Regions from separate parts of the Mus musculus genome. Here all the other regions are linked to region 5. The links are chromatin contacts, called in public Hi-C, HiChIP or PLAC-seq and promoter capture Hi-C maps. All regions are on one chromosome and are shown on one strand. The core of a region is the stretch at or near the end of the contact, and the rest is flanking DNA. Distances in the headings are between cores, read along the strand shown.

Evidence for each region. Promoter capture Hi-C pulls out the DNA fragments that hold promoters and counts their contacts. Hi-C and Micro-C count contacts between places; a contact is called where the count stands out from the background. HiChIP or PLAC-seq counts read pairs in DNA pulled down with a chosen protein or histone mark.
Region 1: an HNF4G HiChIP or PLAC-seq map of pancreatic cancer cells shows a contact between it and region 5. The contact joins the promoter of Pwwp2b here to the promoter of Echs1 in region 5. A contact is called at or near these places in 1 of 39 promoter capture datasets (pre-B cells) and 2 of 115 datasets of contacts at active chromatin or transcription factors (microglia and pancreatic cancer cells).
Region 2: a contact with region 5 is called in an H3K27ac HiChIP or PLAC-seq map of embryonic stem cells, with 5 times the contacts expected there. The contact joins the enhancer-like site here to the promoter of Echs1 in region 5. A contact is called at or near these places in 6 of 39 promoter capture datasets (cranial neural crest, embryonic stem cells, frontonasal cranial neural crest and 3 more), 1 of 15 datasets of contacts at CTCF or cohesin (the NIH/3T3 cell line) and 12 of 115 datasets of contacts at active chromatin or transcription factors (T-cell acute lymphoblastic leukemia, astrocytes, bone marrow-derived macrophages and 6 more).
Region 3: a Hi-C map of liver shows a contact between it and region 5, with 2.7 times the contacts expected there. The contact joins the enhancer-like site here to the promoter of Echs1 in region 5. A contact is called at or near these places in 1 of 39 promoter capture datasets (cranial neural crest), 1 of 484 Hi-C or Micro-C datasets (liver), 2 of 115 datasets of contacts at active chromatin or transcription factors (bone marrow-derived macrophages and hepatocytes) and 1 of 9 other capture datasets (adipose tissue).
Region 4: a promoter capture Hi-C map of liver shows a contact between it and region 5, with 6 times the contacts expected there. The contact joins the promoter of Ifitm3 here to the promoter of Echs1 in region 5. A contact is called at or near these places in 16 of 39 promoter capture datasets (the 3T3-L1 cell line, 3T3-L1-derived adipocytes, the C10 cell line and 9 more) and 8 of 115 datasets of contacts at active chromatin or transcription factors (bone marrow-derived macrophages, embryonic forebrain, embryonic stem cells and 4 more).
Region 6: an H3K27ac HiChIP or PLAC-seq map of hepatocytes shows a contact between it and region 5, with 6 times the contacts expected there. The contact joins the promoter of Cox8b here to the promoter of Echs1 in region 5. A contact is called at or near these places in 13 of 39 promoter capture datasets (the 3T3-L1 cell line, the C10 cell line, the HPC-7 cell line and 10 more), 2 of 484 Hi-C or Micro-C datasets (group 2 innate lymphoid cells and liver), 14 of 115 datasets of contacts at active chromatin or transcription factors (the NIH/3T3 cell line, bone marrow-derived macrophages, craniofacial prominence and 7 more) and 2 of 9 other capture datasets (macrophages and pancreatic islet).
Region 7: a promoter capture Hi-C map of hippocampal neurons shows a contact between it and region 5, with 4 times the contacts expected there. The contact joins the promoter of Ifitm2 here to the promoter of Echs1 in region 5. A contact is called at or near these places in 19 of 39 promoter capture datasets (the 3T3-L1 cell line, 3T3-L1-derived adipocytes, the C10 cell line and 13 more), 2 of 484 Hi-C or Micro-C datasets (B cells and the HPC-7 cell line), 19 of 115 datasets of contacts at active chromatin or transcription factors (T-cell acute lymphoblastic leukemia, astrocytes, bone marrow-derived macrophages and 10 more) and 3 of 9 other capture datasets (liver, macrophages and pancreatic islet).

What each region holds. Positions count from the first base shown.
Region 1 is chr7:139,247,024-139,249,773 of GRCm38.p6, forward strand. It overlaps Pwwp2b (PWWP domain containing 2B), which reads left to right and starts at 1,459. Exons shown (of 3, transcript NM_001098636.1): 1 at 1,459-1,620. The coding sequence starts at 1,496.
Region 2 is chr7:141,036,820-141,039,519 of GRCm38.p6, forward strand. No RefSeq gene overlaps it. Among named protein-coding and RNA genes, the nearest start is that of Ifitm6, 21 kb to the left of the region's middle. Within about 2 kb of position 1,437, at least 29 of the 459 cell types and tissues checked have an H3K27ac peak or open chromatin away from gene starts, as enhancers often do. A contact at or near this core is called in differentiating embryonic stem cells, embryonic stem cells and extraembryonic endoderm stem cells, where this site is marked.
Region 3 is chr7:140,720,081-140,722,780 of GRCm38.p6, forward strand. It overlaps the pseudogene Olfr542-ps1. Among named protein-coding and RNA genes, the nearest start is that of Olfr541, 17 kb to the left of the region's middle. Within about 2 kb of position 1,296, at least 5 of the 459 cell types and tissues checked have an H3K27ac peak or open chromatin away from gene starts, as enhancers often do. A contact at or near this core is called in adipose tissue, hepatocytes and liver, where this site is marked.
Region 4 is chr7:141,009,316-141,012,125 of GRCm38.p6, forward strand. It overlaps Ifitm3 (interferon induced transmembrane protein 3), which reads right to left and starts at 1,429. Exons shown (of 2, transcript NM_025378.2): 1 at 1,082-1,429; 2 at 275-574. The coding sequence starts at 1,330. The coding sequence ends at 410.
Region 5 is chr7:140,115,014-140,117,713 of GRCm38.p6, forward strand. Echs1 (enoyl Coenzyme A hydratase, short chain, 1, mitochondrial) reads right to left here and starts at 1,408. Exons shown (of 8, transcript NM_053119.3): 1 at 1,294-1,408. The coding sequence starts at 1,381. It also overlaps a transcript of Paox not described here.
Region 6 is chr7:140,899,022-140,901,733 of GRCm38.p6, forward strand. It overlaps Cox8b (cytochrome c oxidase subunit 8B), which reads right to left and starts at 1,425. Exons shown (of 2, transcript NM_007751.3): 1 at 1,211-1,425; 2 at 1-68. The coding sequence starts at 1,321.
Region 7 is chr7:140,954,540-140,957,239 of GRCm38.p6, forward strand. Ifitm2 (interferon induced transmembrane protein 2) reads right to left here and starts at 1,422. Exons shown (of 2, transcript NM_030694.1): 1 at 1,131-1,422; 2 at 300-634. The coding sequence starts at 1,376. The coding sequence ends at 446.

The DNA.
Region 1 (2,750 bases), core at 209-2,708, 870 kb before region 5:
GGCAGCCTCCCACCAGCCCTCCACCTGGAACTGAGCTGGGAATGGTTCCTGTAGCCAGCGTTTTTTTTTTTTTTTTTCCTCCAAAATCTGCAGCACCCAGCTCTGGAGAGAAGGAGTGAGGAAAACAGACGTTTGTGGGAGGGGGACTGCCCCTCAGCTGGACTCCGCCCAGACTTTCTCATCTGCTCTAGTGTAGCCTTAAGGCAAGGTAAAGTGGCGCCAGGGCGGCCTCGGCTGTCCTTGGCGGCGTCAGTGGTAGCAGCCCTGAAGCAAGTCCCAGCAGGGCAAGAACTCCACTCCCCAGCTGAAAAGGACATGGGCCTGGTAGATCCGTGGTCAGTACCTCTCTGCCCTTTTGGTGCCTCCAATGCAGGGTCATGGCGATGCAAGTCAGCCTTAGGGGCCCGATTCACAGACGCCATTGGTCATTGCAACGTGACAGACCCTTGGAGGCAGTCAGTTATGGATTCCGAATCCGGATTCAGAGTGCAAGTGCTTGCGGAAACCGGAGGAGGTCTAGGGTGGCGGTCAGCCGTCCGCCGGGCGCCGCCACCTCCCACTCATGGCCAGGCTGCCCTCGCGGGCCCGGTTGCACACGCCCGGGGAGCCTGGCTCTTGCTCATGGGAGGTGGCTCTTCATACTGTACACTAAGCGAGGAGTGCTGCAGCGAGTAGTCCCAGGAGACGCAAGAGCTCTGGATAGAATAATCCTGCCAACACTAGTGCTGGCCAGCCCCGCGCCCTGCGAGGTTCTCAAACAGACCGGAGCACTATAGTCTCCTAGGAGGCGCCGAGCACACCTGGGTAGCCCAGTGCCAGGTAGCCCTGTAGTGAGGGTGACACTAGGCCTCTTGTAAGGGCCCCATTGGTGTCCCTCGGCACCCGGAGTCTCCTCTGCCAGGCCTGATTCGCTTCAAATACACGTGTCCACAGACTTTTTCAAGTACCAAGTGGACACAGGAGTCGTGCGTAGAAGACGCTGCCGGGGTCCTCTAGCACAAACTGGTAGACAGGGGACCCCCAGACTACATGGGGGAAGGGCCCCAGGCTGCGCCGGGCTCAGGGAGTGGCCCCGGGACAGGATCAGGAAGGAGGTGGGGCCCGGGGTGGAACCCAGAGAAGCAGAGTGGGGGAAGGGCCTGGACCCGGGGAGTGTCCCCGCTACCCCTCGGTTCCTGGCAAGGCCTCCTAGGGGGCATTCCAAGCCTGCGTGGCGTCAAGATTAACGAACCCTTCTCCCCGCCCGGTGGGGCCCCCGCAATGCGTTGCAAGCCCAGCTTTGAGAGCCGGCTGTGGGCGCACGCTGCGGGCGGACCGCCCCACGCCCTCCGGCTCCTGGGAGCGCAGCCCGCGGCCGCGCGCCCCAGCCTAGCTCCGCGGTGGCGGCCGGCACACAGAGCTTTGTGACGTCAGGCGGCGTCACGCGGGGCTGACCCGGCGGCGGCGGCGGCGGCGGCGGTGGCGGGCGGGGGCGGCCTCCGGAGGCGGCGGGAGCATGGAGCCGCGGGCCGGCTGCCGGTTGCCGGTGCGGGTGGAACAGGTCGTCAACGGCGCGCTGGTGGTCACCGTGAGCTGTGGCGAGCGCAGCTTCGCCGGAATCCTGCTGGATTGCACGAAAAAGTGAGCGGGGCAGGGTCGCGGGCCCGGGACTCCTCGGAATCTCCCGGGACACTCCTCCACCGATTCAAGGTTCCAATGCAGGCTCCGAGAGGAGCAGCAAAGCCCGGCGTCCGCTTTCAGTTTCTGCTGGGCCGGGGTTTCGAGGCGCGCCAGCTGGCCGCCGGTCTGGGTGCGAAAGTGGCTCTCTCCCAAAGTCGCGGTGACTTTCGGGGCAGGAGAGCGTGCGGCCCCGCAGAGGGGCTGCGGTGCCGGCCGGGACGCACGGGAAGCCTTGCCTGAAACTCCGCACATCTGCCATAATTAACGCACTTTTCTTTGTTCAGACGCACTGTTGAATTCGACTGTTTGTAGAATCGTGATTCGTTTAAGGGGGTCAGTTAAGCTATGGCCTCACCTGTCACAAGAGGGGGGAAGCCCAAGGCTTATAGGAGTGGCTGGTGGAGACCAGCTGCGAGACTGCGGGGTGTAGAAACACTGCTGTGGGCGAGGCGCCTTGCGGGGGAGTGGAAGATACAAGTTCCAGGGCCAGTGCCTCTACTGGAGGGGCGCATTGGGCTTGGCTCCTGAGACCACCTGTATACCCTTTGCAGGGGCTTCTGCAGCGCAGAACAGCCACCTGAACCCAGAATCACATGGCACTGCGCTGTCACTGCCTGATAAATGATTAGGCATTAATCAGGCTGTGACTCTTCTGCTCCAGCCAGGCTTCATTCTGGAATTAGGAACAGAAAAGGGCTCTGCTTTCAAAGACCCAACTTTTTCCCTTCCTAAAGCCCGGATTTCCCTGGGTTCCCACCACAGAGCAGAGCCCTTCCTCCTTCGACAGTTACCCTGCTGACATTATGTCTTCATTAGATGTGCCAGAAGCCATTTATGCACAAGTCATGTGACTTAACATATGGCCTCCCGTGTGACTGGTGCCCCTCTCTTGTTGGTTAGTACAGGGAGTGCCTATAATGGGGTGACATTCAGGGGCTGCAGAATAGCCACCTGAAAGCTTCCAAGGCAAGCCATCCCCCACCCTGCTGATGGCTGCCCTCTCCTCCCTAGGCAGGTCTGGCTGCACCCCTGCTCAACCTGTGCAGCCTGCTCTGGCCTCTCCCTAGAGAGTCTGCAGCAGAGGACCCGCA
Region 2 (2,700 bases), core at 187-2,686, 920 kb after region 5:
AGGCATGGAGTCTTGAGAAATAAACCCATAAGAGCAATTTTCAGTCCTCAGGGGGCCTGAGGCAGCCTTTGCACCAGGTAGCATGATAAGCATCGAGCTGTTTCCTAGTTGTGTTCCTTTGTGCCTCAGTCTTACAATATGGGCATGCTCTCCTCCTGAGCTCTGCAAAGGGAAGGTCCTGATCTCTTACTCTTTTTCCATTGTGCCACACCATCCTGACTCCTTCAGTGCCTGCTCCTGCATATGGCAGAGGGGATCAAGCCAGTCTAACTTCTCAGGATCTGCTTCTCATGGGGCAGACCAGACCTCGCCATTCATGCTGTAAGTCATGTGCCCAGGGAATCAATCATGGGCACTGCCCTATACTTACTAACTGTACTCCTGCCCTCAGCTGCCAAGGCCTCGGGCTCTGGGTCTGGGCCCATTGTTTTCCTCTCCCATTGTGTGCTTTCATCCTTGGGACCAGGTGTATCCAGGAGTTTCTGGCACCATCTTTCAGTTAGTCAATCTTTAACTTCTCTCTTCTGGGTGCAAACAGAGGGGCACAATAGGGGTTCCGAGTCATCACTCTGTGTGGCTCCACTGTGGCGGAGACTTCTTCCCAACAATGATTTGGTTTAGAGAGACTGCCGTTGTACACACTTACATTTTCTACCACAGCTCACACAAAATACCCCAAAGGAGAAAAGCGCAAGGAAACTCCCATAATGCATAGTGAGAATCGTCAAAGATGAAAGTCGAGGATGGTGGAGAACTGTGGTCTGTGATGTCCATGTGCTGGACCTTTGTCAAGTAGCAGTGGCCTCTGTGAGACCCATGCCACCTACCTCACAAACCAAGTGTGAATTTCTTGCATTAGGAGATCTCTTTAACTTCTTCCATATATGGATCCCCAACTTCTCCCTCACTGCACAGCCTCTTTACGAAGCCACTAAGGGAGCCCTGGAAGAGCCACTCTTGTCTCCCAAACCCTTCTTTGTTCCATAAACCTACTTAAGTCCGGTTTTTCACCTGCCTCTTCCATATCTACACAAGCCCTTCTGTCTTTACATACTAACCAAGGACAAACCTTTACTATACTCTGCCAATGGCAGGGGGCGGGGCGGGGGACGACGACACACAAATTGCTCTACAGCCTATATGTAGCAGCCAAACTTCTACACATGGTGACCGAAGGCTGGCCACCTTGCCTCTGGAACTTTGACTGCAACTGTACCACTTACCACTGAGACAAAGAAAATCTGGCTTCACGGCCCCGTCCTCGTTCTCAGTACAGACTTACTCAAAGCTCTCATCAGTCACCATGCTTTCTAAGGCATCCCTATCTAGGGTACGACTTCTCCATGCTTACTTATTAAATCCCAACCTTGTGCATTGTAACCTCCCCGCCTCAGCCTGAAACCTGGCTGCTCAGGTTTCACTGTTATCGGGAAGAGAGCATGTGGTGGAGCCTGCCGCCCTATCATTCTGCCACTCCCACTGCTGCTGCCTGCTGCCTAGCTGTTCCGGAGCCAAACACGTGGTCACCTGCAACTGGACTCGTAGGATGATTTGGCAGGAATGGGCCCCTTCCCCTTCTTCATAACCCAGTGTCTGGAATAGTAAAATCGAACCTTGATCAGACGGTTGTCTTGGTTCCATCTATCTCGCGCCGCCTAGCCCCCTCTTCTCTTCCAGATTCCAAGATGCCTTCCAGACTAGAACCCAGACACGTGGGCCGCTGGCCGGCCGCAACAGTACATGAACAGTGCATCATCCCTCATCCCCACAACACTCCTCCCTACGAACTCTACATCCTCAAATCTCCTTCAACATTGCTCATATCTTAGATTATCCCCTGCAAAAGGCCCCAGACTGGTAACTCCCTAGAACAAGCTCCTTACAGAGTATGATATGCTGTACTTCAAAGGGACCCACCCTCCCCCCTCCCCCCCTCCCCCCCTCCCCCCCCCACCCGCAAGCCTACAGACCAGAAGCCACATCCTCATACCCACACAACTTCCCAATAGCAGAACGAATTGTTCTTACGTGGGTTCTTGAAAGCACACTTGTTTCCAACCTTACAGCCAACATATACACTGACTCCCAATATATCTATAATATATAATACATTCTCTCCAATATCTTAATCTTGAAAGAAAGGAGTTTCCTAACCAGGAAGGGAACTTACCACAACCGAGAATCTCCTGAGAAACAAGACTCTGAGCACAAGGCTGTTCAGGTTCTGTGAAAGTCAATGAAGGGGTTAGCTAAACTGGTTGATGTTGGAACGACCCACTGTCAGCAGTACTCTTCCCTGAGCTAGAGATTCTGGACTGTCTAGAACCAAGAATGTGAGCTGGGCACTGGCTTGCTTACATTTGTTATTCTCTTCTACTGACTGTGGACATAATGTGACCAGATTGTTTCAAGCTCTGGGTGCCTTGACTTCCCCATTGTGAAGGACTGTAGCCTGGGACTGTGAACCAAGATGAACCCTTTTGTCCTTGAGTTGTTTCTGTCGGGATATTTTATCACAGACAAAATTTAGCGCTGGGTAGTAACTTTTTCTTCGCCATATGTCTTACTTAGGGTACTACTACAACGAAGAAACACCATGACCACAGCAATTCTTATAAACAAAGACATTTAACTGTGGCTGGTTCACAGCTCAGGGGTTTGGTCCATTATCACCTTGGCAGGAAGCATGGTGGCTTGCAG
Region 3 (2,700 bases), core at 46-2,545, 600 kb after region 5:
ATATAAAACCCACAGAAAAGGCTCTGGGAAGTGGTGATGCCATGAGCCATAGGCTTGTTGAGTCAAGAATGGTTACCAGGCACAAAGGCAGAAAAGCCATAGAGTACTTTGGGGTTCACGGGCCTGTGACAGAGAGGAGGGCTCCCTGAGATAACATATTTGAGATACATCATGGTAATGATAGAATCAACCAGGAAGACTGATGGATCACAGAAAGTAAGGCTTATAAAAGACCCGAGTTTATGAAGAGAGATGTGGGCAAGAATAGACCATACAGAAGTATCAGAGTTTATGAAGAGAGATGTGAGCAACCAGAGAGCACACAGAAGTACCAGAGTGTGGGTTCCCAAACCAGATGAGCACTGCCCATACCCTGGAGAGCTCTCAGAAAACATGGTGGGAGTAGGGCTGATCTCTACCCAAATCAGGCTTGTGCCTGCTCAACTCCATAAAGACAAAGACCAAGTAATGATAAAGCCAGTTCAATCTTTGTTTCCCCTGCCAGAGAACTGGCTTCTCAGAAATCATGTAACCAGCAGTCTGCTAATATAGCTGTTATGCTTGGAAGGTCCCTGCCCCTGCTGAAATACTTCCTCCCTTTTCCTTTCTCCTCTCTCTCCTGAGTCTAGCTCTATCATATAGCCTCTCTATTTCAATAAAGGAGCTGTTCTCTGACAGTCTCCTTGTTATCTATACCCACCATACTCTCCGCTGCCTTAGACCCTGATCCAATATGTGACAGTCATTTGGGGGTGGGGGGCACACATCGGAGAAAGGATAGTGAGTGAGATCCCAGGAGACAAGGTTATACAGAGTCTACAAGAGACATCTCAGCATGTCTTTCCAAGAGGTGCCGGTGGTTATGAGAATGTTTGCTCTGAGGGTGAAGGGTACAAATTCATCTTCACAACATCACCAGAGTACAACTTGGGAGGAGCAGATCACAGAGTAGACAGGCTCTGAATAAATAATGCTCTACTACACGATGGCGAGAACCTAAATCTAAACAATGAAAGTTTCAAAGGTAGAAACTGAAAAAAATAAATAAATGAAGGAAATTGGGTTTAGAAAATAAATAGAAGGGGTGGGTGATGGATAGACAAGCTGCCAAGAGAGAAACACGCTCACTCCACCCCCTTATGTCAACAGACTAAGTTTTAAGGTGGTAAAGTATGAAAAACGGACATTGAAGTTTTGGACTATGACCTTGTCTCCGAGGCTTGTAGACACAGGAATAGATCCAGAGCTGTTCAGTGCTAATGTCGAGTGCCAACCAGACAATAGTGACTGGGCTCATGTTGCAACGGTTCTCAGAACAGCTGAGTTGGTGAATGCTCCTGCTTGGCTGTATCCTGTCTTTCTACGCCATAGCATTCCCAGACAATGCAGCAAACATCATTCTGGAGTCCAGCACTGGGCTCCACAGAACCATGTACTTTTTTCCTGTGCAACCTGGCCACCATGGATATTGTCTGTACCTCATCGGTGCTTCCCAAGGCCCTAGTTAGCCTAGTGTCTGAGGAAAACACCATCTCCTTCAAGGAGTGCATGGCCCAGCTCTTCTTCCTTGTCCAGTCTGCATCCTCTGAGCTGCTGCTGCTCATGGTCAATGCTATGACTACGATGTGGCCATCTGCTGTCCCTGCACTGTAATTTTAGGATAAGCCCACAGCTGTGGGAACTAAGCCATGGGTATGTGGTCCATATGAGCACTAAATGCATCTGTGCACACTGGTCTGATAATGTGGCTGCAAACAGCGTCATGATTCTCATGGCCAAAGACTTCTATGGAGGTATCAACTTCTTGCTGACCCTACAGTCCTGTGGCTGCAACTCAACCTCACACTACCCAGTAGCCTGTGCAGTGCTTATCCATGCTCTGTGCTTGTGTCAGCACCCCTTTAAACGACATCCTGGAAAGTAGCAGTGTCTTCAGTGCTGTACACAGTCCTGAGCCCTACCTTGAACCTGCCCATCTATACACTGGGAAATAAGACCCTACAAGCCATGGGAGACGTGTGCAACTTTTTAAGCTGCAGATGGAAATGCACAAGCTGCCCTTCAGGCTTATGCTCCTCTCACACTTGCCTTACTGAGAGTAGCTCCATGGAGTACAGAGGCAGCTGTCATAATAAAGAAAAGAGCCTTCAGTCATAGGTGATGGCACTGTATTGTCGGCCCTGCTGTGTTATTTTGGTTGGGCCTCAGGGGTCTGTGGGTCATCAATAAATGTCTCATTTTCAGAACCACCACCTCAGGCTCCTGACGTGCTCTTCTCCCATCTAGGTTAATATTCCAGGGCAACACCGCCACAGAGCTTGGCTTCTCTCAGCCTTTGCTTAGTTACCACTACTCCTTTTTATTGTCCCAATGGTCAATATCACTCTTTCCCAATTACTCACGCTGTTAGTGGATGAGCTAACTTTTCTCGTTGCTTTGATAAACTAACAGGAGCAACATAACAAAGGTTTGGGGTTTGGCTCACCATGGCAGAAAACACGTGATGGCAGAAGTGCCACATAGACACATGGCATCCACATTAGAGAGCAATGAGTGTTCATACTCAGTTCACTTTCTTCTCTTATACAGTCTGGGTCTCTAGACCATGGAATAGTGATGCCCCATAGTTAGGGCAGGTCTTCCCACCTTAACTACTGTAATCTAGATAATCTTTCACTGACTACCAAGAATCTTGTCTCT
Region 4 (2,810 bases), core at 179-2,678, 890 kb after region 5:
ATCTTGTCTGGTTCAGAGTATTCGTCCAGAAGAATACGGACCCAGACCTGGTCCTCCACTTCTGAACTGGACTGGGTGCCCTGGAAATGTGGGGCCAGGGCCAGTTGAAGCTTGAGTTCTCCCTGCCTGAAGCAGCCAAATACCATCCAGGACTTTGGCCAGCAAATGTCCACAACAGCAGGCCAGAGACTACTGCCAAATTGAGGATAACCTACATGTCCACCTCAGAGCAAGGAAGATAGAGGGGTGGGAGGAATAAAAGCAGTCATAGGATGGTGGTTATCAAGTGCACTTTATTGAATCCACTGTGGATAGATAAATGAGTGTTACACCTGCGTGTAGGGAGGGGCAAGGAGGGACGCAGCTGCGGAGGGTGAAGCACTTCAGGACCGGAAGTCGGAATCCTCTATTAAGTGTGAAGGTTTTGAGCGTTAAGAACAATGATGATGACACTAACAATGGTGATAACAACCATCAGGATGCTGAGGACCAAGGTGCTGATGTTCAGGCACTTAGCAGTGGAGGCGTAGGCCTGGGCTCCAGTCACATCACCCACCATCTTCCGATCCCTAGACTGGAGCAGAACAGATAGACACGGTCAGTGGCCCTGGAGCTGATAGGCAGATGCTCTGACAGTTTTCCTGACGTACTCCCTGTGGACTGCATCTCCCCATCTTAGGTCAGGAACATTTTACATCCTCTGATCATCCAGGAGGCCCTAGCACTTGTTGTTCACCCCACTGTAGGCTATTGTTCCCCATGAATCTCCTGAACATTTTCCACACAGGCTAGAATCCCAGTCTGTTGAGTGAAGGTGCTATAGGCATCTCTGCATTGGAAGAGTCTGACTCCAGAATCCCCAGGCAGCCTCACCCTGTGTCTGCCCCCAGAGAGCCTTTAAGCCTACACGTGTACACACACACACACACACACACACACACACACACCACAGAAGAATGAACACAAACTTATTTTAAACAAAGGACCCCACACTCATACCTCGGTGCCATCTGGGTAGATGGAGCTTCAGGTTCACACACACCTTTTTACACCATCACTCCCCCCATTCTAGCACACTCACCTTCACGGAGTAGGCATAGGCTATGAAGCCCAGGCAGCAGAAGTTCATGAAGAGTGTATTGAACAGGGACCAGACCACATGGTCAGGCACCGACACCTCTCTGGGCATGTTGATCACAGTAGTTCTGACAGAAGCCGATCCGTGCGGTGCCCCCATCTCAGCCACCTCATATTCTTCCTTGATTCTTTCGTAGTTTGGGGGCTGTCCTCCACTGGCAGCGGTGATGAAGGCTTGAGAAGTGTGGTTCATGGTGCGGAGCAAAGGCAGCACTGAAGGGCAAAGGATGGAGCGCGCTGCGGGTCTGCCCTTTCTGCGGCAGTTTCGGTTTCTCAGAAGTTTCCTTTTCCTGAATTTTGGCTTGATGAAACTGCTCTGGGTTCAGAGGGGCGGGGATCTAAAAAGCCTGCGGATCAAATTACTCCAGGGCAGGATGTCAGGAAGGATTGTGAATCAGGGGAACTTCCAGGCCAGGAGCCCAAGTCAGGACTTGTCCCAAGGCCCAAACCTCAGTGTTTAAGAGTGAGGGGTCCTGGAGTCAACCAAGCTCACGCTCACAGCTGCAGAACCTCACTGTTCCTTATCAAGGTCCCAGCCAGGCCCCAAAGAACCCTCTATTCTTTATTCAGCAATAAAGAGTGCCCAGAGAGCCTCTCACTATGAACGCCAGTTCTCCTGGCTTCATAGACAGGTGGGATGAACGGTACTTCTTGTGTTTTAAAGAGGAGAGAGAAGGAATATCTTCGGTGGCTATGCAGTCATATGTTGGGGGAGGGGGGGCCTCTGCAGGCCCACGCTGAAGCGTCCCTTCCCTTTGAGGGACCAGCCACACGGTGGTATCGCATAGAACAGAGTTTATTCTCTATTCATGGGGAGGGGGTTGAGAGGGTAGTAGAGACAGAGAAAGGCAGAGAGAGAGAGAGAGAACAGAGAAGTAGAGGCTGGCCATGAGCACTCGGAGGGAGTGGGGAATGAGGAGGGGGAAGCAGGTGCAGGAAGGTTAGAGAGTAAGGGGGGGAGCAGCCCCTTTTAGTGTGAGTCAGGCACACCCAGCTGTTGCCAGATAACTGTGGGGCAGAGCCTAGACAAAATGCTAACACGCCTCTGTGTCTCTCTCCTTGCAGAGCCCTAGTGCCCTAAGTGTGATCAACCACTGGACTTTGGTATTAGAACTAAATGATCTTCGGTCACTTGGCTCTGACCTCATGGTCCTGGGCTGGCCTGTTGGTGCTACAGCCACTCTTTTTCCCTCCTGCCCTAACAAAATTTATTAGTGCTAGTGGCATGGTCACCGAGAGGACCTTCGTCCTACCAGAGACGCTTTCTCAAACGCTTGGTGGGGTGAGGGCTGTGACCAGGAAAGCTACTCCTGATCATACTGAAGGACTCAGTGATAACAGGGACATCTGGCCTGGCTTCTCTTGTTAGGACTTGCATCCACTTTCTATCTTGGTGGCACTGGAAGGACCAGGCTACTACAGAGATCTCCTTCAAGGTGCCCTGCAGCACCCACCCTTCCTAGTGCCCTGAGTCTTGGGAGCTGGGGCTGCTCTAGTTTCTAGGTTCCACTCATTTCATTATCTTTCTTGAGTTCTTCACAGAGACATCAGCACCTCCTACAGACTCCCTTCTTTGCAGTCCTATTAGCTGGTGCTGGTTTAGTCAACATCTCTGAAAAAGTCTGCCTCTGGGAAGCTAGGTAGAGTGGTTTCCATGGGCGTACCTACCTCAC
Region 5 (2,700 bases), core at 158-2,657:
GTTACAGAGACAAAGTTTGGAGCTGAGACAAAAGGATGGACCATCTAGAGACTGCTATATCCGGGGATCCATCCCATAATCAGCTTCCAAACGCTGACCCCATTGCATACACTAGCATGATTTTGCTGAAAGGACCCAGATATGGCTGTCTCTTGTGAGACTATGCCGGGGCCTAGCGAACACAGAAGTGGATGCTCACAGTCAGCTATTGGATGGATCACAGGGCCCCCAATGGAGGAGCTAGAGAAAATACCCAAGGAGCTAAAGGTGCAACCCTATAGGTAGAACAACATTATGAGCTAACCAGTACCCCGGAGCTCTTGACTCTAGCCGCATATGTATCAAAAGATGGCCTAGTCGGCCATCAACAGAAAGAGGCCCATTGGACTTGCAAACTTTATATGCCCCAGTACAGGGGAACGCCAGGGCCAAAAAGTGGGAGTGGGTGGGTAGGGGAGTGGTGGGGAGGGTATGGGGAACTTTTGGGATAGCATTGGAAATGTAAATGAGGAAAATACTAAATAAAAAATATTAAAAAAAAATTCACAGTGGAGTACTAGAAGTCTGTAGAGGAGTTGAGCCAAGGAGTGGGAAGGGAGGAACTATTCAGCTGGCTAGGAAGGAAAGTGGGTGTGTCGGTATGGGCTACGCTGATTGGGTGGCTTGAAGGACACGATCAGGAGAGACTGTGGAAACAGCAGAGACTAGACAGGAGGCACTATGGACAAACCTTTCCCAATACCCAGGCTGTCTTACTTAACCTACTTTCACATTCTCTTAAAGCTACCTAAACACATGGGATTTCACAACCAACATGCATGTTCCCAGCTGACACTCATAAAAGTTCGAGCGTTGAGAAGCTATTACACCCAGAGCCCTCCCACTAGACATGGCTTCGAGGTGCTAGGATCTGGCTGGGCTTGTAAGGTGAGACTAAGGTCAGACTGAGGAGCGGGGAACGGGGTAAGGAATTGGGAAGGGGTCAGTCGAGCGCTGGAGTTGGAGGCTCAGAAGGAAGATCACCAAGCTAGAGTCAGTGGTCACTTGCAGGAAATCTGGGTTTAGTGTGGGGATGCGTACTCGAATCCAGGGTCCAGGTACTTCAGAGTCAAGTGTTGGGAGTGCATGCTTGTGGAAGTAGGGGGTCAGACAAAAGATCTAGAGTTAGGAGAGAAGGGCCAGGATCAAGTGAGGATGCGTGCAGGCCGGGGTTTAGGGACCACCCAGAGGTTATGGGTGGAGAAACCACCCAACGTGGGTGGGGTGACGCACCCCGCCGGTGTCCGCACTCACCCGAGGCGAAGCGCCGTAGTTCTGGGCAGCGGACTGAGGACAACAGTGAGCTACAGGCTCTGGGCAGCAGAGCACGCAGGGCCGCCATGGCGGAGAGACGATGTGTTCCGCCCACAGAATCGCCCCGCCTGCAGAATCGCTCCGCCCCAGATCCCAGGCGGGATGAAGACGGAAGCTTAAGGGGTGGACCCGTGACCTGAGCGGGCTGGTACAGAGGGCGGGGTGGGGCAGCGTGGGGTGCTGGGCTGCGGTTCTTGGAGTAGTCTGTTAATTGCATCACTTTGGTGGTGTGCCCTTGGCGGGTGCCCGGTTTACGAAGCCAGACTGGGAGACATGGCTGTGCCCTTTCCCCTGTGATGGCCGTATGCTTTCGTTCTTGACCAGGGGAAAAACTACGGGAAGACGCGATCACAGATACAGTAATAAAGCATAAAGCGGTAAAGTGCAAGACGGTTTTGTTTAGCTTTGTGTGAGGGTCTTACTTCATAGCCCTGGTTGGCTGGAACCCTCCTTATGGGCCAGGCTGTTTCTCAATCTCACAGAGATCCATTTGCCTCTGCCTTCCAAATGCTTGGATTAAAGGCATGAGCCATTATACCCTGCTCCAGAGGTATTCTTTACATGACAACTGACTAGCTTCATAACACCAGGTTAGAAATAGCTGTGATTTTACAAGATGAGAAGATTTCACATAAATTTAAAAGAAAGCCAATGTTTTGTTCACGTAAATTATCTTGAATTATAACTTAAAAATATTTAGCAAGTATTATCAGGCCTTCATTTGTATTCTTGCCCTGGTCCTGCAAACCCTAGGATAGAGATAAAGGACAGAATCTCCAGACAAAAGCAAGCTTGATACTGTTATGCCGGGAAGTTTGTGAACCCCAAAAGTCCACCAAGGAGCCTTTTCGATGTAATAGTATTAGGGTCTCTATTACAGGCTCAGGCTTGGGCCCTCTCCTCCAACTCAACCCTGACACAGCAGGACAGGAAGGGAAGGCAGAGAAGCCTTGAACTCTCATCTGGACAGGGCTTTACAAGAAATGGAAGGTAAGAGAGGGGGTGTCCATCTTGGAAAGTATCTAACTGAAGGTCTATTGTAAGCCGACTGTATTCAGTCACAAAGGGTCTGAAAGTGCATCTGAAACAATCAGGCTAGTCTTTGTTTTACTGTTGTTAGGAAGTAGCTACAGAGTAACGCTGGCCAAGGACAAGCCATGGGGTCTTTCCTGGTACGTGGGTACAACCTGGGTTCTTCTGTAGGTCAAGTTCTCAGGCTTTTTTTTTTTTTTTCTTTTAGATAGAGGCTGGTCCCAAGATGGAGTAGGTTTGGATTCTCAATACTTTAAAGAAAACAATCCAAACCAGAATAGAACAGTCAGCAAACTTTATTTCAAGACTAAGATA
Region 6 (2,712 bases), core at 175-2,674, 780 kb after region 5:
TGGGCTAAGACCCATCCTGCTGGAACCATGAAGCCAACGACTATGGCTGAGATCCCCACAGCCTGCTCCTGTGGAAAGAAAGCAAACATGAGTCCACTGGCCACTAGAAGGTTTAGGCCTGGCCATGGGCCAGGGTAACTTCCCTGTTCTTAGACTCCTGGGGCAGGAGCATCCCTCCAGCTGGGGATTACTCCCTTGCTCTTCCTCTCTGTTGGCAGCCATAGTCCCCATTTGCCTTCGGCTTCTCTAGGCAGGCTTGTGAGCAGGCAGGCTCTGCTGTGTCCGAGCTTGGCAGCCTGGAGCCCTTAGCAGGGAGAATGACCTCAGAAATCAGGAGAAACAGCCTTGGGCTTCAGAGCCCAAGATCCTGCCTAGCTGAAGCAGCTCCCAGTAAGGCAGAGGTTCACTCAGCTCCTGTCGGGTCTTAGGTTCCAGGGTGCTATGCAGAACAGCTAAGGTTTCCATTGTTATAAACAAACACTGGGCCTTTCTCAGAAACCAGTCCCATTCAGAAGCCAACCGGGTAAGGTCAGACGCCTGCCTTGTGTGTCTCGTGAGCAGTGGTGACCCCCATCAGGCGCTCTGTCTTCTCAGTAGCTTTAGGTAGAGAAGCAGATTCTGAGGTATCAACTGCACGGACACCCCGAGTTCCCTCTAAATAGGGCCTGCGCCCAGGTCTTCCTAACGCTGTCAGTACTTCATTCGGAAACCAGTCCTTCCTGTTGACCTCAGTCCTGAGTTCAAGCAAATTTGGCATAGAATGGGGATCTTAGTCTGGGCTGAGTAGCTCTGTGTGTGACCGCAGGACCTGGGTGTTTTATATATGTGAGGTAGACACACTTTATATGTCCAGTTTTATCAGGTTTGCTACTATTTTAGTTCCCCCTCAGAGCAGCCCACCTTTCCCCTTAATAGTGGAATAAAAACATCCTGATAGGAGTCCTGTATCCTACTTGAACTCTGCCCCCTAGTTCTGTCACTGTCGACCTTGGCCAGAGGTATGAGAGGCCCGAGGACAGTCCCCACCCCACCATTTGTAGCCCCTGAGAGCCTGGCCCACAGGCAGTGGTGCCAGAGCCCTCTTCTGGCACCCAGACACGGTCTTGCATAAAACCCTGATACCTAGCACCACGTCCTCCCCTCTCCTTTATCACTTTAATCTTCCCTGTTGCCCTGAAGCCCAGGGAATGCCGCCTCAGAAGTTACTTACCACGGCGGAAGTGGGAGTTTTGGCTGGCTTGGCAGAGACATGGGCTTTGGGAACCACTGTGAACTTCGCAGGCGCTTGGAGCAGCCGCAGGATAGGGGGGAGCCTTGGCATGATTCTCGGGGTCGCACTCCTTCCTTGGCCCCAAAGAGGCACCCTGAATGTCCGCTGCACGTCCTCTGACCACTTAGGTAGCCAGCTGGGGCTTTTTATAGCTGGGGTGGAGAGCTGCAGCTGTCTCCTGTCACAAGACTTGGCAGAAAGGTGGCTGCTGGTAACTGGGAGAGAGCCAGTCTGTCCTGTGAGCCTGCTGTGAGCCCCTCAACGTGTAGGGCCCTTCCATACAAGATTTACTTCTTTGCAGAGAGAGACTTCAATGGGACAAACCCAGGAAAGTCAGACTTTAAAATGCAAGAGATGTGGTATACTTTAAAAAAATAAACCTTAACTCTTGGGGTATCAACCAAACAATACATACAGAGCCTGCATTGAAGTCCTGCGACCTGGTTGCTGCAAAGGAACAGAAGTAGAGTGTAGACCAGGCACGTTCTGAGTGTCAGCTGTGGGCAGGAACTATGTCTGGGGTCAGACCCTTGTCCCCAGTCAAGGCACCAGGCTGGGTGAGCCCCAGCACCCAGGCCTCTACAGATAGTGTGCTGTCCGTTTCTCCCCAGACTTGTGTTAGTGCTGTGTTATCCTGCTCCCTGGAAGACTGTCACCCTGCAGACCCCACTCTCCCTCCCATGGGCCCCTCTCCTCTGTCCCCAGGCAGCTGTCCTCTTATCCCAGCTGATTCCTACCAAACGCAAAGGGCAGTTTCCCCGCACTGTCAGCCTTGCTCAGTTGCTGGGTGTCCTTCTGTCTCATTCAGTCTCTTCCTGACCTCGGGTCAGCCTCAGGCTCTTGGGTCTCCATCTGGTCTTTCCAGACCTCCTGGCTCAGACCTCCTGGCCCTGGACCGCCTGTGCTTTAGCACTGCCTGCTTCTCAGTCACCTGAGACCGACTGTGATCGGGACAGACTAACCACCAAAGGCTCTGCCCACCTCAGGGCCAAGTTCTGTCCTTCTCCAGCAGCAGTCTCTTATTTGCTCTGGAATTTATACTCCACTTCCAACACACCAGTAGCACCACAGCCCAGAGATTTGCTCCCTGTCTTCCCAAACTTTAACCTCAAACACTTCTACTTTGGATTCTACACATTGCCTCAGACAATTCTTGTAAAGCAGCCTACATAACTGCCTATGATCTGCCTCCTCCCACGGGCTGCATGCACTGTCTCCCCACAGCCTCCGAGGCCTGACTGGCATCCATAACACTGTCAGCACACAACTAGCGCTTTTTACTGGTCACCCCCTTCTATTCTCTCATATCTGTTCAGGTCACAAATGGCGTCTGAAGTGTATCTTGCTCCGCCATGTGCTCCCTTGACTAGTGGAGAAGGTTTGTGAGGGGTAGGACCTCCACGTTCTCCGCTGAGTCTTTAGGACTTAGAGCAGTTTCTGGT
Region 7 (2,700 bases), core at 172-2,671, 840 kb after region 5:
CACATCTTGGCTAGGGATTTCTTTTCCCCTAAAGTAAAGGACTCCGGGTGTCTTTCACTCCTAGGCCGGAGCCTCCTTTGCCCAAAGTTCTGCACCCTTCCTGGGACCCCCGGGAGCACGGCCTCAGCGTTAGATGATCCTCGGATCCCCTCTGCCTGGATCAGGCAAAAACCCACAGGTCGGCTGCTGCCCATATCTGGAGACCAGAAGCCTGACAAGTTAACGACACTTGCTCTCCTCAGACAAAAAGGATGCAAGGTGAGCTCGGTACAGAACCAGAGAACAGTGAGTCACAGCCAGAGTTGCCACCCCGTGCACTTTATTGAATCCACTGTGGACAGATAGGTGAAGGTAACATTTGCATACGCGTAGGGTAAAGGGTCGAGGCTTGAGCCTGGGGGCGGGGCAGGGGCGGGGCAGATGTGGACCGTGGAGCACAGGGCAGCTAGAATCCAGAATGGGGTGTTCTTTGTGCAAAAGACTGAAAGACTACCACAGAGGTGGTAGAGAAAATAATGATGCAGATAATGACCATAAGGATGCTGAAGATCAGGGAGCTGATATTCAGGCACTTGGCAGTGGAGGCGTAGGCCTGGGCTCCAACCACATCGCCCACCATCTTCCTGTCCCTAGACTGAAGGAAATTAGATGTAAGGAGCCCTGGAGCTGGCCAGCTGAGAGCCAGGTGCTCTGGCTCCATTTCCCCAACTGCTCCCTGCCCACTGTCTCACTCCCTCCAGCCGGGAAACCCTCCCCTCTTTTCACACACACACAAACACAAACTATACAGTAAGCTCCAGCATTCGCTGCATACCTCACTTTCCACACAGATTAGGGCCCCAGTCTAAAGGGTGAAGGGGTGGGGAAAGTCTGGCCCCAGAATCCCCAGGCAGTTTCATCCTGTGACTATCAGAAAGTCTCCAACACCAGAGACAGACAGTGCGCGCGCGCGCGCGCGCGCACGCACGCACGCACACACACACACACACACACAAATAGGAAGGGTGCACACACACTTTCTTACAGAAAGGACCCCACACTCACACCTCGGTGCTATCTGAGTAGATGGCGCTTCAGGCTCACACACACCTTCTTACACCATTCCCTCCCACCCCCTCTAGCACACTCACCTTCACAGAGTAGGCATAGGCAACGAAGCCCAGGCAGCAGGCGTTGAAGAAGAGTGTATTGAACAGGGACCAGACCACATGGTCAGGCACCGACACCTCTCTGGGCATGTTGATCACGGTGGTCCTCACAACAGCTGAGTTGCTGGGTTCCCCCAGCTCAGTCACCCCGTACTCCTCTTTGATTGTCTCATAGCTTGGAGGAAGCCCGGCATTGGTGGACAAGAAGGCTTGAGAATTGTGGCTCATGGTACTGACTCTGGAACAATCGCCCCGTCTGGAGGATGGCTGCTGCTATCCTGGTTCTGTAGACCCGCCCTTTCTCTAGCAATTTCCTTTTCCTGTTGGTGGGTTAGTCTCCAGAGGGCCTTACTGTGGGGAATTGGCTGGATACTGAAGTGGGCGGTACTTAGGCCTTGAGTATCAAATTACTTCAGGACTAGTTGACTGTTGAGGTACCTCTGTATAAACTTCCAGGGATCTAGACTTGTCCCAGGGCTAAAACTTGTCTGAAGGTCTCCACCTCCTGCTTACAGTAGGCATACTAGAACTTCTCCCCAGATCTAGTCTCCCCAGCCCCCTGCTCTCACACCCCTGGTACATCCCTAAACCTGGCCTCACAGTGAGGGCCTCCTCTAAAAAACCCCAAGCACACACACCCCTAAACTAATCTGTTGCAGGTGGGGGCTGGGGAGATCTGCAACTCAATGTTTCTTTGGCTGTCAGTTGGGGAAGGAGGAGCCTTCCAGCACAGGGCCTGGATGCTCCTGGCTAGCTAGGGAAGGAAAATTCCAGTCACTTGGCTGCAGCCGGGGAGCTTATGGAAGGCAGATGTTTTCCTACCAGTTGCGAAACAGCCATTGCTAAAATGAAGCCTGTAGGAGTACGGCTACACAGGGAACTCCGAGTCTTTCCCGGCAGAAGCAGTGAGGGAACTGAGCGTCCTAGAAACAAGGGAAGTTCCCTGGTGGTGAAGGACACAAATCGTTTGACACTTGAACCCATTCAGTAACCTCACACCCCCACCCCCAGCACCCAAATTTCATCCCACAGGGCAGAATGGAGCAAGGAGGAGATCAGTGAGTCTAACTACAGAGCCCTTGTTCGCCTCTACTTGTACAACCATCACCATCGATCAGAGCCTCAAAAGCTGGAGCAGGTCACATGTCTGTAATCCCAGCACTTGGGAAAGGTCAGCAGGAGAATCAGTTCAAGGTCCAGCCTGGGCTACATGACAGCTTGTCTTAAATAAATGAATAAAAAGTAGTAAGTAAAAATTTTAAAAAAATGAACGAAAGGGGAACTCAACATTTCTTCTAGAAGAGGCACAATGGGTAACAGGCTCCACATTCTTGCTCATTAGCAAAATGCAGATCAAAGCCCCAGCAGCACACTGCTCATACCCATTAGGAAGCACTGTAGTTTAGAAGCAAAGAAACCACACCACTGATGCTGCAGGCTTTGCAGGCAGTGGGCAGATCGAAGCTACAACCCAGAATCCCACTTCTCGTGTGTAAGAGAATGAACACATGTCTATACGTATCCTGTATGCCTGTATCTCATGTCTACAGCA